Linked DNA regions of Hordeum vulgare: region 1 is linked to region 2. A link is a contact called in public Hi-C data. All regions are on one chromosome and are shown on one strand. Each heading gives the region's core, a stretch centred on a gene start, on an enhancer-like site or on the middle of the called end of the contact. The rest is flanking DNA. Distances are from core to core; before and after follow the strand shown.

Evidence for each region. A called contact is a pair of places that touch in the nucleus more often than the background predicts.
Region 1: a contact with region 2 is called in a Hi-C map of leaf, with 1.7 times the contacts expected there. The contact joins two enhancer-like sites. A contact is called at or near these places in 2 of 6 Hi-C or Micro-C datasets (leaf and seedling).

The regions. Positions count from the first base shown.
Region 1 is chr4H:560,099,383-560,102,377 of MorexV3_pseudomolecules_assembly, reverse strand. No RefSeq gene overlaps it. Among protein-coding and RNA genes, the nearest start is that of LOC123447036, 39 kb to the right of the region's middle. Within about 2 kb of position 1,342, at least 1 of the 3 cell types and tissues checked has open chromatin away from gene starts, as enhancers often do. A contact at or near this core is called in leaf, where this site is marked.
Region 2 is chr4H:559,760,974-559,763,673 of MorexV3_pseudomolecules_assembly, reverse strand. No RefSeq gene overlaps it. Among protein-coding and RNA genes, the nearest start is that of LOC123447029, 59 kb to the right of the region's middle. Within about 2 kb of position 1,448, at least 3 of the 3 cell types and tissues checked have open chromatin away from gene starts, as enhancers often do. A contact at or near this core is called in leaf, where this site is marked.

The sequences.
Region 1 (2,995 bases), core at 93-2,592, 340 kb before region 2:
TCACTATGTACGGATGGAACTTTTTGTTTCTAGATGTATATACATCCTATATATAATTCTTTTAGCAATTTAACAAAAAGTTAAGAAATTCTGAAAATATTTTAAAATAAACTTGACCTTTCACGGTATTTGTGAGAAAAAATTCATAAAAGGAAAATTACACTTTGATTTCTTTTTGTTGGTCAAAATAGTATGAATAATAACCTATAATAATAAATAAATTTTGTCTTTTTTGTCCAGAAGTCAATGTTGCTTTCTTTTTCATAAAAATTTAAATATTAATGAAAAACAAAGTCAAGTAATCTAAAAATAATTATGAACTATTTTAATTTTTAATTAGTTATTCAAAATGTACTCTCCACCAGTGCATCCTGAAAACTGTATATTAAATGCATATATGATCAGAAATGAGCCATCCTGAAAACTGTAGACACTGGAGCATGACAATCTACGGTCCTGCTGAATGCGAAATATGGCCGCAGTGCATCTCGCAATAGGTATAAGCAAGAAACGCGGCAGAATATCCAACAATGTGCTTACGTTCGACAAATCCTATTTGCGCTGCAGGCATCGGTTAAAGTGAATTTTCTGAACCGACGCCTGCAGCATTAGGTCTTGGCCCGGCCCATCGGAAGGGGGTGGTTTTCCGTTTTTATGAAGGTTCTGGAAGCTTCCTAGATGGGTTTTTCATTTAGGATTTTTCAGGACTGGTTTTCTTCGGTTTGTCTTTTTTTTCTTTACTCTTCTTATAACTTTTTCATTTTCATTTTCATGTTTATATAATTTTTCATTTTTTCCAGAAAAACAGCCATTTTTGATTAACTTCTTTTCAAACGAACAAATATTTTTCCAAATCAACAAACCCTTTTCTGAATTTTACGATTTTTTTATGAAAAGTTAATGAATTTTTTTGAATATCGATGAACTTTTTCCAAAGTATGATGAACTTTTTTTAGATTTAGTGAACTTTTTTTCTGAAATGTATGAACTTTTTTCAAGAATGATAAACTTTTTTTAAGATTTGTGATTTTTTTTCAGTTCAACGAACATATCAAAACTTTTTTCAAATTTATTAACTAATTTTCAAAATCCATGAACTTATTAAAAATTTGTAAACTATTTTTTCAGATCACGGTGAGTTTTTCCAAATTCATAAACTTTTTGTTTCGAAATTGTGAACCATTTTTCACTTTTATGAACCTTTTATGTTCGGTTTTTTTTTTGCTTTTTACTTTTTCATAAAAATACGCCCTGAGACTGGGCCAGCCTGTTATGCAGTGCGTGTGAGCGCTGGTTCTCCTAGCCAGCGTTTAAGACGCCGACTAGGAGTTCCCCTTACGTTCTCCTGGAGAGAATTTGTGTATCCTATTTAGCACGGGCGTCCGCTCCTACCTGCCGCATTCTGGGGCAGGGAGTCCTTCGGACGTACAGTCTTGTCACCGACTGGCCTGCCCTAATATTGTTTTTCTTTTTTTCTGTTTCTTTTTTCCTTTTCTGCTTATTTCCTTTATTTACTGTAATTTTTCCTTTTTTATTTTTTTCCTTTTATCGTTTTTTCTGAAAACTAATCATTGTTGAATTTCTCATCATTTTTTAAAACATGAACATTTTGTAAAAGGAAAACAAAAGCTAAAGCGTGAACAAACTTACAAAGCCTGAACATTTTTTGAAATCTTTAGAACAAATTTTGAAACCGAGAACAATTTTGAAAAACCATGAACAAATTTGGAAGCACGAACAATTTTTTTTAAAGCATGGACATTTTTTGAATCTTTAGAATAGAATTTTGAAACCGAGAATACCTTTGAAAAATCCCAGACAAATTTGAAAGCGCAAACAAATTTTTAAAGCACAAACATTTTTTGAATCTTGAGAAGAAGATTTGGAACCGAGGAAAATTTTGAAAAATCCTGATCAGATTTGAAAGCACGAATTTTATTTAAAGAACAAACAGTTTTAAATCTCGATTTTTTTCAATGGAGAACAATATTGAAAACACCCGAACAAATTTGGAAGCGCGAACAATTTTTGAAATCACGAACATTTCTTTGAATTTTGAGAACTAAATTTTGAAACATAGAACAATTTTGAAAAACTCCGAACAAATTTGAAAGAGTGAACAAATTTTTAAAGCACAAATTTTTTTTGAATCTTGAGAACAAATTTGAAAGAGTGAACAAATTTTTAAAGCACAAACATTTTTTGAATCTTGAGAACAAATTTTCAAATCGAGAACAATTTTGAAAAGTGCTGAACAAATTTGGAAGCGTGTTTATTTTAAAGCAAAAACATTTTTTGAATCTTGAGAATAAAATTATAAAACGGAGAACAATATTTAGAAACCACGTACAATTTTTTAAAGCACAAACATTTTTTAAATCTTAAGAATTTGTTTTGTAACCGAGAACAAATTTGAATCTTAAAAACAATTTTGAAATCGAGAATATTGTTGGAAAATACAAAACATTTTTTAAAAATTAAGAACATTTTTTGAAAAAATGAACATTTTAGAAAAATCCAAAATCGTTTTTTGATAATCTAGAACATTTTTTAAAACAGAAACAGAAAGAAAAAACCAGGTCAGAGAATCTTCTAGAAGTTTTCCAAAACCGAAGAAAACCGGCTTGGAAGACTGCCAAAATAGAGACGCTCCAACTCGCTAAATGGACCAATTCATTTAAAATCGCTATCCTCCCCGCTCGGTACAGAGCAGCGAATAGGACATTCCTGGTTAGTACCAAAACGGGTGATCACACCAAAACGGTTTTTTTAATGATTTTTTCTCTCTTTTCCCCTTTCTTTTTCTCTTTTAATTTTCATTGTTTTCCTTTTCGAGTTTAGATTTTATTTTTATTTTGCCTTTATCTATTTTTCCAAATTGATATTTGAACTTTTTTTCAAATTCATGAACATTTGTATTCATTGAACTTAAAATGTGTCCAATAGAATAAAAAAAATCATATTCGAAAATCATATTTTTTTTTGAAATTTTAGT
Region 2 (2,700 bases), core at 199-2,698:
TGATTCACAATGTTAAAAAAATCATGCATGATGATTCACATCAGTAACTTGCGTGCAACGGGACATACGTACGTATAATATCGTAAAAGTTAGGGTTTTTTCTGTAAAATGCGGACAAAACGGATTGCGGGTTGATTTCATGAAAACATAAGGGTCTTTCTGCAAGACAACAAAAAAACGGTTCGTGCTTGTCACTTATATCCGGACTGTGGGTTGATTTGTGAAAAACGCAAGGGTTTTTCTGCAAAATGGCCGACGACGCACGGCAGAAACACTAAGCGCTTTATTATTAGGGGAGACTAGGTATAAATTTCGATCTCCTAATTTCACCCTTTCATCTAAAAGCACAGAGGTCCTCAATCTCTCGAGAGATGTTTCTTTCCTTGTTAGAGAACAAATCAACCTTTACCTTATCAAGGAGGGAATCGCTCAAACCTGTTTCTGTGTGGATCTCAAATCCTTCCAGATGCGAGGGTTTCACCTTCCCCCTTGGTTCCTCCAGAGTCGACAAGAGAATCGTCATGGACTCCTTGCACTTGTCCGATCAATCCGTCACATAGGACGCGGTGCTATCCCAGACCACCTTTTTTCTTTTCTTCATTTTTTCTTCTCTTTCCCTCTCTTCCTCTCCACCAATAAGGAAAAAATTAAGATAAATGTTGACTGAAAGGACAAACTTGTAAACAATACACAACGAAGACCAGATCTAAATAAATCCACCAAAGACTAACATCAATTGAATCCCGCAAGATCCGACAAAGACACACCACCACACCCCCTCCGATGATGCTACACGCATCATCAGACGGGGATCAGACATGAGGGACATCGTTTCTCGCAGGAGACATCATCGACTCCACACAATCCTAACCAAGACGTCGAATGAGTGGTCGTTCGCACCTCCATGGCCCAAAGGCCATGGGAGGCGAGGAAGACCGCGGAGCCACCGATGGGAGAAGGGAAAATCCTAGTCGCCTAAGAGTAGTTTGTTGCGGAGGAGGAAAGGATACGTTCATTGTTTACACCCAGATTTTGTTACTCAACAATATAATGTTTTACATAGCCTGGGGCTCCAAAAGCCAACCATAACGACTTGGAACAAGCTGTAGCGACTTTCGAGCTATATTATGGTCATCCTGATTAGACTATCTTTCTTCTTGCTTGAACATTTCGTGTGTGAATAATTATTTCCATAAAGTTGTCGATCCAGATATGATACTGCTTTTGATTTTTTTTTTGTCCTAAAGTTTAGAAGTGTTATAACCGTGCATCTTTTCGGCCATCTCAAGTAACTATCGTTTTTAATTGTTGGAACTGCATTATTGGGTGTTTGCGGCTGTTAGGGTTCTAAACTCCGCATGGGCTACATTAGCAAACAGAGGAGTGCTACATGGGCTGGGCTGCTACTCCCGTAAAGAAATCAGAATACTTGCATTGTACGGGCCTTAGATCGCACGATTCCGCACGATGACCGCCGCTGTCGGCCTCTCTGTGCCTGCTTGGAGGCCCAACTACTTACCAACCCACCTGAAAAACAGGGTCCTCCTATATGTCGCAGCCTGAAACGAATTGACGTCGATTCGCATAACGGTCATTTTACTCGCACAATGTACGTGCCCCGAGTGGGCTGGCCCATTGGCGATGTTGGGCGAGCACATCATATTGATGTGAAGTAAAGTCACAAAAATGCATAGAGGATGGAACCCAATACTCACGCTCGTGAAAGGGTATTTGATAGCTAACGGAGTTAGCGAGTGCACGTTATCAAACCAGCGCAAAATTATAAGAAAAACTAGCGACACATTTGAAAACTTTTTAAGATAAGTTTGGAAAATTCCTTGGAAATTGTAAAGGATGTTTAAAAGATAAAAAAGTTTGAAAATAAAAAAACTTACTGAACATGGATTTCTTTGAATGCATGAACAATTTTTGAAAAATGAAGACTTTTTCAAGTTGTGAACAAGTTTGAAATTATGATTTTATGAATTTCTAATATCTTTGTACAAGCAAAATAACTTTTGAAAATTCGAAGTTTTCTGAAAAAGCACAAATAATTTTAAAAAAATGAGTTTTCTTGAAAAAGAGTGAATAATTTTGACACATCAAATAAAATTGCGAGTTTTTTTTTATTTTTTTGAACATTTTCTGAAAACATTTTTTTTCTGAACATTCCTATACATTTTCAAAACTATGACAATTTTTTTAACTTCGGTGAATTATTTATTGGTAAAAAAAATAATTTAAATACCATGGTATTTTTAAAAACCAAGAAATCTTTTTGAAATTCAAAAATGGTTTAAGGCTTTTTTTTGAATTGTGATTTTTTTTTTGAAAAATAGGATCACTTTTTTGAATTCTTTACAATATTGAAAATTCGAAGCATTTTGAGAAAAATAATGATAAAATGGAAAAAGGGGAAACTAAAATAAAAACTAGAAACTACAAAAAAACCAACCTTCTAGATGGTTTGCAAAACTGGCGAGGAACCTTTTAGAAAGTTCCCAAAAGCGGAATCCGCAGAATACTTTGCGGGCCGGCCCATACCTCTTGCTCTCCCTCACTGTACGCTTAAGGCGCTGAATAGAAGCTCCGCCCGAACATCTTCCCGGTGCTTATGTACCCCGTGTCGTGGGCTGGCCTAATATGAATGCGAGCGCTTATCCGTTCGTGCATGAGAAAATGTTGAGCGGTCTCACAAAA